Linked DNA regions of Mus musculus: region 2 is linked to region 1. Evidence: chromatin contacts called from public HiChIP or PLAC-seq data. All regions are on one chromosome and are shown on one strand. Each heading gives the region's core, a stretch centred on a gene start, on an enhancer-like site or on the middle of the called end of the contact. The rest is flanking DNA. Distances are from core to core; before and after follow the strand shown.

Evidence for each region. HiChIP or PLAC-seq counts read pairs in DNA pulled down with a chosen protein or histone mark.
Region 2: an H3K4me3 HiChIP or PLAC-seq map of intestinal villus epithelium shows a contact between it and region 1, with 4 times the contacts expected there. The contact joins the enhancer-like site here to the promoter of Osbpl6 in region 1. A contact is called at or near these places in 1 of 39 promoter capture datasets (pre-B cells), 1 of 15 datasets of contacts at CTCF or cohesin (CD8 T cells), 1 of 484 Hi-C or Micro-C datasets (nephron progenitors), 3 of 115 datasets of contacts at active chromatin or transcription factors (embryonic stem cells and intestinal villus epithelium) and 1 of 9 other capture datasets (pancreatic islet).

Annotation. Positions count from the first base shown.
Region 1 is chr2:76,403,714-76,409,044 of GRCm38.p6, forward strand. It overlaps Osbpl6 (oxysterol binding protein-like 6), which reads left to right and starts at 2,795. Exons shown (of 27, transcript NM_001290733.1): 1 at 2,795-2,976.
Region 2 is chr2:76,436,690-76,442,020 of GRCm38.p6, forward strand. All of the region lies in intron 1 of Osbpl6 (oxysterol binding protein-like 6), which reads left to right. Among named protein-coding and RNA genes, the nearest start is that of Gm52557, 8.1 kb to the left of the region's middle. Within about 2 kb of position 2,897, at least 5 of the 459 cell types and tissues checked have an H3K27ac peak or open chromatin away from gene starts, as enhancers often do. A contact at or near this core is called in intestinal villus epithelium, where this site is marked.

The sequences.
Region 1 (5,331 bases), core at 1,545-4,044:
CCTGATAAATCCGTTGCAGAGTGTAAAGTCTCTTAACTTAAAAATGAGAAACTCAGGATTCTTCCAATAACAGTTAGAGCCCCGCCCCTTCTCTTTGCTTCTCAGCAGCTATTTGCCACACCTGCTCCCTGTGTGCCTGTCCTGCCTCAGATGGAGGCAGCCCAGCTCAGGGTACAGGTCCTTGTAAACAGGGTTCTTTGGGAATTCAGAACCAATGGGGGCGTCTGTAATAGGGAATTTGTCATAAGGAGTCATCTTTGCATTTGTTAGAGGAGATGAAGAAGTTTTGAAGAGGGAGGGGAAGGACGGGAGACCAGCCTTGACACAGGTAAGGGAGTCCAAACTAACTGGGAAGCACACACACACACACAGACACACAGACACACAGACACACAGACACACACACACAGACACACACACACACACACACACACACACACACACACACACACACATACACCCTTCTGTTATAGAGGGACTGCTGACAGGGCTGCTCTGTTACTTTGTTCCTCACACACCAGGCAACTCTATACTGTTGCCCTTACTGGCAGATATAGACTTGTGAACAGACAGGAAAGGAGATTCAAGGAAGTACAGTTCTCAGCATCACCAAGTAGTCCGAAGAACAATCCAGCCCAAACATTTTGATGACAAGCTGCGGGAGTTCTTTCTCTGGTGTATTCCGAAGGGCCAGATAACTCACTAGTCAAACATCTGGTCTGTCTCTCAGCTTGCCTTTCCCTTCACCACTTCTCCATACAGGATGCCTTGGGACTGCATCTTTCAGTGAAGCACTAGCAAGCATTTCAGCCTTTTAAGTAAACTCAGCCAAAATAGCACCCGATAGAAACCTGCAATGAAAGCAGAGGTGTGAGCACGTGTGAGCAGATTAATTGATGGTGGGACTATGGTTATTCAAATGCGGCTCAGTTCATTTGCATGTAATGGAATTATAGGATTAATAGCACTGGTCATTTAAGAGCCTCCTTATCTTTCTTCACAGAAAAAGTCCCTCTCTGAGACAAATAAAAGGGATGGATTACAGAAGCAGAGATCCTTTTAGCTAACATCTGACTTGTGACTTATGCTTTCACAAGAATATACATGTAAAGAAAACTCTGCTGCCCCCCTGGCACTTTTCAGAGCAATAAAAACACTGCTATAGCTGGAGAACAAGGAAAAGCCCGTTACTCCGACTTACACATCTCTGCCAGGGTGAGTTTTCTAAATATTGTGATACACAGCCAGAGTGGTGAAACTGTCTTTGCTATGCAGCTCTATACACACACCCAGCTCTCTTTAATCCACCCATTTGTCCCAGATATCCACCCACCATTACATCTTCGTTAGACCATTTGTCTGTAAGACAGGCAGGAGGAGATGTTTCCCTCTGATGTACAAAATCTGTCTTCCAAATAATGCTATGGAAGAGAATAGCAAGCATACATGCTTTCTTACAATAAATTGTGAGGTGTGGGTCTGGGTAGTTCCTATATCCCTGGGTAGTTTATGATTCTGCTAATAGGGGTTATGTGAAAAATTTTGAGAGGACCTTTTTTAGATAAAGACTAAGAGTTCTCTGGTCTCCTTTCACTGTCTGGTATTTTTCACGTATGCCTACTTTTGTGTGTGAAAGCTGTTTTAGTAGTTGCCGCCACACTGGGACCCAGATGGAAAAGGAGCTATAACAGAGTGAAGTTGAGCGACATAATGGCTCCCTTGTAGAGACTGTTTCCACAGGGAGGAAACTGGGGTGAGACTGCCATGTGTCACAAGGTCTAGCATTTGTTATTTTAAGATGATCCTTATTCAAGATGGAAGAAGTTAATCCCACATGTAAGAAGGAGACTCAAGAGAAATGATATGTAGGCAAGAATGCTCAGAGCTATGTCAGAGCACACCAGCATTGTATCAGCACTGACAACTGGGAAATGCCATGAGGACTATCTCAGTAGGCGGCAGATCATCAGATTTTAAAGGAACCCCTTCCTCCACCCAATTCAAAACAGCTAGAGCGCTCCAAGAGTCCCTGTTTGGCCCAGTTCTCTAGATTTGTCCCCTTGAAGTTGTTGATGACAGAGACGTCTTGATACAGGGACATTCTTCAGTTATCCCTTTACAGAAGAAACGTCTGTGCAAATATTTAAAGTACCCCCCTCCCTCCGTGCAAATTTGCCTTTAGATCAATCTGGTCTTGGACGCATGCCAGGAATAGCTTTAGCATGGAAGTTGCTGGGTGGGAAGGGTGTAAGGAAGCTGCGTGGACACTGCGGGGCTTTGCCAGGGACTTTAAAGCCATTGGTCCTTCCTTCCACACAGTCCAAGTGTCTCTCCCGGACTGAGAGTTCGCAGGGCAGAAAGCCTAAACATATTGTTTATTTATTGAATGAGGCCTCCGAAGGGCGCCGAGGGCCAGGGGCTTGGTCTCGCAGAGCGGAGGCCACCAGGCTGCAGTTCTCCGGTGAAGCCCTCTCCCACCGCTCCATGGCCGGAGCGCTGCAGTCATTCCCGGCCTCTTTTTTCCAGCCCAGCGCTCCCGCCGCTGCAGGACTGGACACGCGGGGGGCCTATCTCTCCCGGGCAGGGTCTTTCGGATGACTGATCTTGGTACCCCACGGATTCCCGTGGACGCCAGGCAGGGACCAGATGGGCGCTGGATCCCGCACGAAGGGGGCGCGGTGGGAGCAGAGCGGGACACCATGGAGCCCGCGGGAACGATCGGGGCTGGCGGGTGTTCCGGAGCCGGGGGCGGGGAGCCCGGAGCGCCGCCCCGCCAGCGCGCCCCGCCCGTGGGAGAGGAGGGGCTGCGGCGCGGAGGACCACTGGAGGCGCCGCGCGGCCGCCGCTGTCCGCGCTGGAGACCACAGCTCGGCACAGGCGGCGCCCGTCCTCCGCGCCTCCGGAGCCTCCTCCAGCCTGCGCGCCGGGCAGATAGCACGGGCCATCTCCCACCGCGACCTACCGCTCGCCCTGCAGGTAAGTGTCTCTCCGCCGCGGGGTGGATACGCGGTGCTTGCCGCGCGGCCCGGGGGCATTGTGCGCGTCCAGAGGGCCGAGGACCCTGGCGATACCCGAGTGGGCAGCCGCAGCCCCAGGCCCCCAAGGCATCGCTGTCTCCAGAGGCACCCCAGCTGGGTAGCGCGGAAGCGAGGATGGCCAAATCGGTCCCCGGTGCGGTCAGAGTGGGAGGGGGTACCGGTGTCACGGTCCCCGCTCACCGCCCGCCTTCCCTTCCCGCGGCTGCCGGGGAATCCGGCTTCCTTTTACACGCATTCCCCTCTGCCCCCCTTCTCCGCCCCCCGCGGCAGTTCTTCATCCCCGATGCCCGCACCCCAGGGCCGACTGGTTGGGAATGGAAGTCGGGGCCGGGAGGACTGATGTAATTGTCAGCGGAGAACCGAACCGGTGCGGGTGAGAGCGCCCGCGCCTACGAGAGCTGACGCCTACGCTGCACCTTTCAGGGAATCCGGGAGCCGCGGGCAGTGGCCGGGCAAGTTGTGCATCGGGTTTGGTTGTGCGCGTGCACTGCGGACTGTCCTCGCGAGCACTCCTTGCTACCCCCGGCTGGCGTCCCTGCAGCCCTCCCTGCAGCCTGCGTCCACGCTCATCGCCCGAGCTCCCTTCTCCGGTTCAGACCGGGACAGGGTTTGCATTGCAGTCAGGACGTGCTTCCCCTGCGTCGAGCTTGGAGCTGCCCGCAGATCGAGTCGCCGGGGACGCTGGGGGAGGAGGGATGGGAAACCTGGGGAGGAAGCTGCGGAGAACGAATGACACCCGCAGATTTCTAAAAGCCTCTACCGTTTGCAGACGCACCGTAAGCCACGTCTTAAGCTGCTTTTAAAAGTTATGACCAGATACTGATTCTGTGACGATTCTGTGATCTACCTGAAAGGTTGGTGAAACTAGAGACCTAAAAGCTGGGGAAAGCATTACATAATGGACATGAAGCAAATGACTGAAACTAAACGGAACACCGGGTTGCCAAATTGTTTCTCGCTTCTGGACAGAAAGTCCTATAAGGCTTTTTTAAAAAAAGAATTTCCAGTTTGGAGTCCTTCGGCAAGATTTAATAAGTCATATATTCGATTGCAATTTCTCCTAACAAAATAATATTTTGAACATATTTTCTTATATTAAAATACATACTAATTAATAGTTATGTCACAGACTTAAGAAATGTATACTTCAAAGGAAAATTAAATCTTCCATCTTAAAACTATTCAACTTTGTTTTCCTCCTTTTAAGTTTTTGCATACATATCTATATATTCCTTCTCCACCCCCACCCCATTTGCTTTGGTAGCATTTCTACAGTTTTGAGTACTGTGAGTTTGTGATGCTGATATTCCTATCTAGGGCTTGCTACAGCATTGCAGGTACAAAGACTCATAATAAATGAATCAGAAGACCTAGCAGTAACTCTGGGAGCGAGCAGGTTCCCAAGGTCGAAGGGAAGATGCTGTGTAACTCGGCTATAATCACCTACAGAGAATGTGCATGCCTCATTGGGTTACAAGGAAGGCCCTGATTGGTGGAATATTACTCCTGTTATTGGCTTCCTCATTTAATATATCTTACCCAAAATATCTTTTAAGTTAATAGGATATTTCGAAATTAAAAACCTTTGCTTTTACCAACCTTAAAAATTCTTGGTTTTGTCCAGATTTTCAGTTGTTATGTCAATGATAATTATACATTCAGTGGAAGGATTGCTTTGGGGCAGACTTCTGTTTCAAATTGTAATGATTTATCAGATGTCTCTTGGTTCTAGTATGTTGAAGTTCTGTTTCACAGAGCTGTAGTTCTAATTTCAGAGGATCATGAATAGATGCTGTCGTTTCTCTACTTTTATTTAACCTCAAGTGAGTTTTACTTGTATTTAAGTTAACTTTGGTAAGAAACACAGAGTCCTTCCAAGATTAAATGTTCTTTTGGGTGAGAGGTCTGTAGTGGCCCTATAGATGGATTATGTAAATTATAAGTAGACAAAAGCTTCATGTGATCTCTCATGAAGTCAAGAAGACTACAGAGGTTTCCTTTTATTACAATACTTGGCTAACTAGCAGTCTGAGATCATTCAGTTGGTAATTCCTCATTAAGTTCCTACTTTGTTGAAGACACTAGTCTAGGTTCTGTGGGAGATGTGGAATGTGCCAGCCCTTGTAAGGTTATAACTGCTTTAAGAAAGACAAGGTATAAATTGTTGAAAGCAGGAAAAATTTTTGTTTACTGTAAAAGTTAAGTCATATTTATACTTTAAAAATCTTAGCTGGGCCTCGGTGGCGCATGCCTTTAATCCCAGCACTTGGGAGGCAGAGGCAGGTAGATTTCT
Region 2 (5,331 bases), core at 1,647-4,146, 33 kb after region 1:
CGACAGTGTATCTTCTTTTGGAAACTTTAATACTTTTAAGGGAAGAATTCATCCAAGCCTGTGGTTGCTAATGGAAACTAGAACTACCCTGTTTATACTTTGTTTCATTGTTTATCCCTCAATGATCTCCTGGCCACCTGGTATCTCTTTCCACTGTCCTGGCTTCTCCTTTTATTTCCTCTTTTACTGACTTTTCTTGCCCCTCCCTCGTATTTAAACTCCCACCTTCATTTATTTCCTCTGGCCAAGTAATTCTTCACTCCTATCCTTTTACTCTCTCAGCCTCTGACTGGCCTCTCCCCCTCAGAGGTTTGTTCCTTCCATCCTCTTGTAGTCATAACAATCATAATATTCTTTCCACTGTATCTTCACGGAGGAGAAGGCCATTCTGAGCTAGTTTCGATTAAGAATTAGAACAGACGTTTTATAATAAATGAGGTTTTATTAATAGCTACCATTAATGGCTGGTTGCTATGGGCCAAGGATGGGCTGGCTGCATTCTGCGTCCACGCATTCACTCCCAACAGTAACATCTTGGAGGATGTGTTTGACTCCCATTTTACAGACTAGAAAGTAGAGGCACAGAACTAAAAATGAAGACTAAGCCCCACACTCAGATCAGAGATAAGGGACAAAACTCAAGCTGCATTTCTGTTACACAGTTACAGGTATTAATTCCACAACTGGGCTCTGCAGAGCCTTATGGGCTAAGTCATTTGCATGAGACTCATTAAGAAGTCAGCAATCCTGAATCTTGTCCTGCTTCTTGGCCAGCATGTGGGGGAGGGAAGCTGAATTATATGCCATGCTCTAAATGGCAGGGCCTTGGCAAGTGGTTATATATCACCAGTGGATGTTGCTGCGGAGAGTCATCCCATCCCCCCTTGCTGGCAAGATTCTCTTTTCTGGGTGTCACAGGAACTAATTATGTGCTGTTAAATCCAAGACCCATTTTATATTCCGGTGGTAAATCTCACATGTCAGGAGCAGTTAGTGACACTGTGGCATGTTGCCTTCAGTTCATGCTGAACTGTGGACAGTAAGTGCTCTGAGGATAGATCCATTTAAATAACCACACCTGCTGTTACCCACTGCCACCTGAATGGTACTTCAAGGTGACCAGTTCAGGACACCCTCCCCATCCCCCCACCCCCCAAGTCTGGAGACTGCAGAGGTTTGCAAATACAGTTCATGCTGGAAGTCTAACTTTAGTTTTGCTTTTGAGATGGGGTCCAAGTTGGTCTCACATTGCAATCCTTCTGCCTCAGCCCTCTGAGTGGTGGGATTATAATCATATGCTGAAATGCCTGGTGAATTTTGAACTTTGAGTGCCTAGCAGGGAGGGGAGCGAACATTACTGAGGATGATGCGCGCTGCATTGGTCTGTGGATCTTCTTAAAGACGATGCCTCTGTTCTTATGCGATCCCAATACAGTGACAGCAGCCTGACAGTGCCGTGGGCATGCACAGATCCGCATGCTGGGATGCTACGGAATGCTGGCTTAAGAATCTAAGTTCTGTGGTCTAGTTGGCCAAATTGGATTATTGGAAGTGTAGACTTAACACAACAGCAGCAGCAGCAGCAACAAAAGCCAAAGCTCTAATTGGAATAAGAAACCACTGCTCATATATTGCTTATATATATACTACTACTTTGGTTTTAGAGAAAAATGCAGGAATTAGAATCACCAGGCAAGTACTTCTCCTTGACTTGTTCTTATTCAGTTGCAGAAATTAAGAGGTCTTTTTCTTTTGATGGCATCTGTGATGTTGCGGAGGCACCCTCGGTTGAGGAGCGTACACAGCCTGCTTATGTGGCTTATGTTGCTGACATTAGGATTATCCTTAAGGGAGCTTTCCTTGTTGGTTTTGGGTTTTTAGGATGTTGCCGACAGGATTCATGGGAAATCGAAGCCAGCGGATATGCCTGGTGTGGGACTGAGCATTAGAGGAGCCTGAAAGAAGTTGCTCTCATGGGAGCACTGGACGGTGGTGTCCATTAAGCCAGGGTCTGCCTCGGAACTGGCTATATCAGTGGCTTAGTTCAGAGGTAATTGACTCTTCTGCCCACCAAGCTCTCAAGGACCCTCTTTGGTAAAGAGTCTTTTTGTTTTCTCTCCACCCTGGGATTAGCTACTGAGGCCAGACTATTCACAGAGAATGCAAGTCGTAACCCCCACAAAATGGTTTCTGGAAATCCCTGTTGTATACAATTTGAAGTGGTGACCATTTAGCGAAATACAGAGAGTGGGAGGTGGACAGGTATGCACCTAGGGGAAGGACTCTGAGGACCCAATTTCTCTCTGAGGAGCTATCGATAGTCAGTAGTTGCTGGTGTGTGTGTGTGTGTGTGTGTGTGTGTGTGTGTGTGTGTGTGTGGCACAGAGACATCTTTTCCAGTGGTGTAACTGCTGGTAATGTGTCCACACTCCTATGGATAGCTTGTCCTCATCCTCCTGCAAGGACCCATGATGAAAATCATTAGGTCATGAAAAAAACCAAAAGCTATGAAAGTAGAGAGGGGGCTGTTTAGAGAGTGTAAAGGGATGGGAGAGAGTGGGAGGGGGCAAGAGAATGGAGGCGAATGTGGTCTAAATAACATACACATGCATGAAAATGTCAAATGAAACCCAGTGTCATATATATTAATGTATGCTAATAAAACATAAAGAGAATGAAGTCTTGATGCTGGGGTAGGGTAGGGTACTGTCAATCATTTAGTGCAGGGCAGAGACTTCGCTAGGAATATAATGAGCATGTACCAGGATCTGAAGGAATTCATCCTGAATTTAAACCCAGCCCTTAATAAGGCGTTGTGTCGTTATTAAGTGAAACCAAATGGAAACATCATGCAAGGCTGGAGGAAGCTGTTTGAATCAATGACTTATTATAGGTGGAAATTAAAGTCCAGGAGTAATTATTTGACCCTGAACCTTTGTTTGCTTTGTGTTAGCATTTGTCTAGGCTCTGCCCCACAGTTACCTGGCAACAGCCAGGTGTGCCTGACTCACTATAAGAGGGGCTGCCGGCCCCTTCCACTCTCTCTTGCTTTCTTACTCACTTTTTACCCCCTCTCTCCCCACTCCCCTCCCTCCTCTCTCTCCATGTGGCCAGCCTCTGGCTTCTACTCCCCCCTCCTATCTCTGCCTTTCTCTGTCTCTACCCCCTCAACTCCCCTCCCCATGCCCTGAGTAAACTCTATTCGATGCTATACCATCTTGTGGCTGGTCCCTCAGGGGTAAGGGATGCCTCAGCATGGGCCTGCAGAGGCACCCCCATACCTGACTACACTGACTACACATCCACCAAATATATTCTCTCTCCCCTTATCTTTTTATAAAACACAGCACTCTGTGTGTAAAACATTTCCCACTGATCCCCCCCCCACACACACACACACAAGTTAGTACACTTAAAGATCCCTAGCAGTGACTTCTGCCAGAAAGTCATCAGTGTTCAGCAGCCAGATAGGTCTGATCTTAAAAAGTGACAAGTTGAATTTGCAAGGATAGGTAGCTATGATTAGAGAGTGATAATCACAGCGGATTCAGACAATGCTGTCATCGTTGATGGTGCACAGAGTAGCAAGCATTTGCTATTCTATGCGTCAAAACAGGTAGAAAGAAATGGCGTTGCTTTTCCGAGGTCAAGTCTGTGCTATTAGGCACTGTATTTAAACTGTCCCAGGCTGTCCATGTCTTCCCCAGCTAGTGATCTCATACTGCATTGGACAGCCACATATGCTCAGAGCCTGTGTTCTTCACCACCTTCTCACTCTCTATTGCTACATTGTACTTTGAGAATGAAGAAGGAGGGAAACTGTCTGCTTCAGTCAGTTCTGTGGAGGCTGTAGCCACTGATGGTCCAGAATATATTCTCATCCAACCCCAGGCAGTTTTGCTTCTGGTGTGATATTGGGGCTCACCATCCCCCACATCCCAGGCTACAGCTTTCCCAGCCAGTGACCTGGCTTCCAGGAATTGATGCTGATGATGTTTTTTAATCCCTGGTTCATCTCTCTACTTAAAATGCAAAGATGTCCTTCAGCCTCCTGTGTTCTAGTTCTTAGAGACATAGCTATTACAGAATGATTTTAGGATTTTTGACCTAAAGCAAAAGAAATGCATGAGAAATGGATCTTGGTTGGAACAAAAATAAATTACAATTTTTTTGAGATGTAAATGTTATTATAAGGAGTAATTTTTATTTGTGGCAGAAAAAATAAGATTAGATCCCAGTACAAGAAATAAAATTTTCTTTTAAATTCTTTAAAAAAATAACTGTGCCACTATCCAGAAATAAGATGAAGTTTTGTGTTAAATATACAGATCCTCCCTTCAGTATTTTATATCCATTGAAACCATAGAAATGGATCATGCTATGATCCGCATATCATCACTTACAATGGCTGGTGCCATTTGCTGGACACATAGATGGTATCGTGCTATTTTCTCCAATAGCTCTTGCTATAAAGAGTATCTGGACATATGGTTGTGTGCTTGTTTGAATCTATGTTCAAGATAACCTTTCAAAGCATTATATATGTTGAAAACTTGTGAGATTTGCTATCAGGCTATTCTCCCCAAAGTATATTCTTGTCAGTCTGGTGTGTGTGTGTGTGTGTGTGTGTGTGTGTGTGTGTGTGTGTGAGTGTGTGAGTGTGTGTAAGTGTGCATGTGTATTAGTGTGTATATATGTGCATGTGTGCATGTATGTGGTATGTGTGTATGAAAGAGTGTGTGTGTGTGTGTGTGTGAGAGAGAGAATATGTGAGTGTGTGTGCGTGCACGCGAGTTGGTTGTTGGTTGGTTGTTTTGAGAGAGTCTCTAATTCTGTAATCCACATTAGCCTGAGATTCATTTTTGTAGCCCAGGCTGGGCTTGAACTCACAGCAATTCCTGTCTTTATTAAAACACATCTTAAATCTGGATTGAACCTTTTTCTGTACAGCGTTGACCATTTGTATTTTGCAGTAAATCAGCTACGTGTGCTTTGCATTTGCCTTTCCTGTAGAGACATCCTTAATTCAACTTACAGTCCTCAGGTGCACTTGACATATTAGGAGTATGGATTTTCTGCGTCTTGTTACTTTAACCCCCTTCTGGATTTGACTTTTGATTGCAATTCAGTCAGGTGTAAAGTTAATTTAGTGGGTGTGTGAGTAGTCTGCATTAGTGGGTCTTGGTACTTGAGACTAACATTTTAAATATGTCTAATCTAAAGAAATTATAGGAGGTAAAGGGGAGTATGGCAGCTTCCCCAGACCCTTCAGTTCACTGCTCTGCCCTGCATAGACATGTTCTTTCATCACCTGAGAAAACAGCAGTAGCC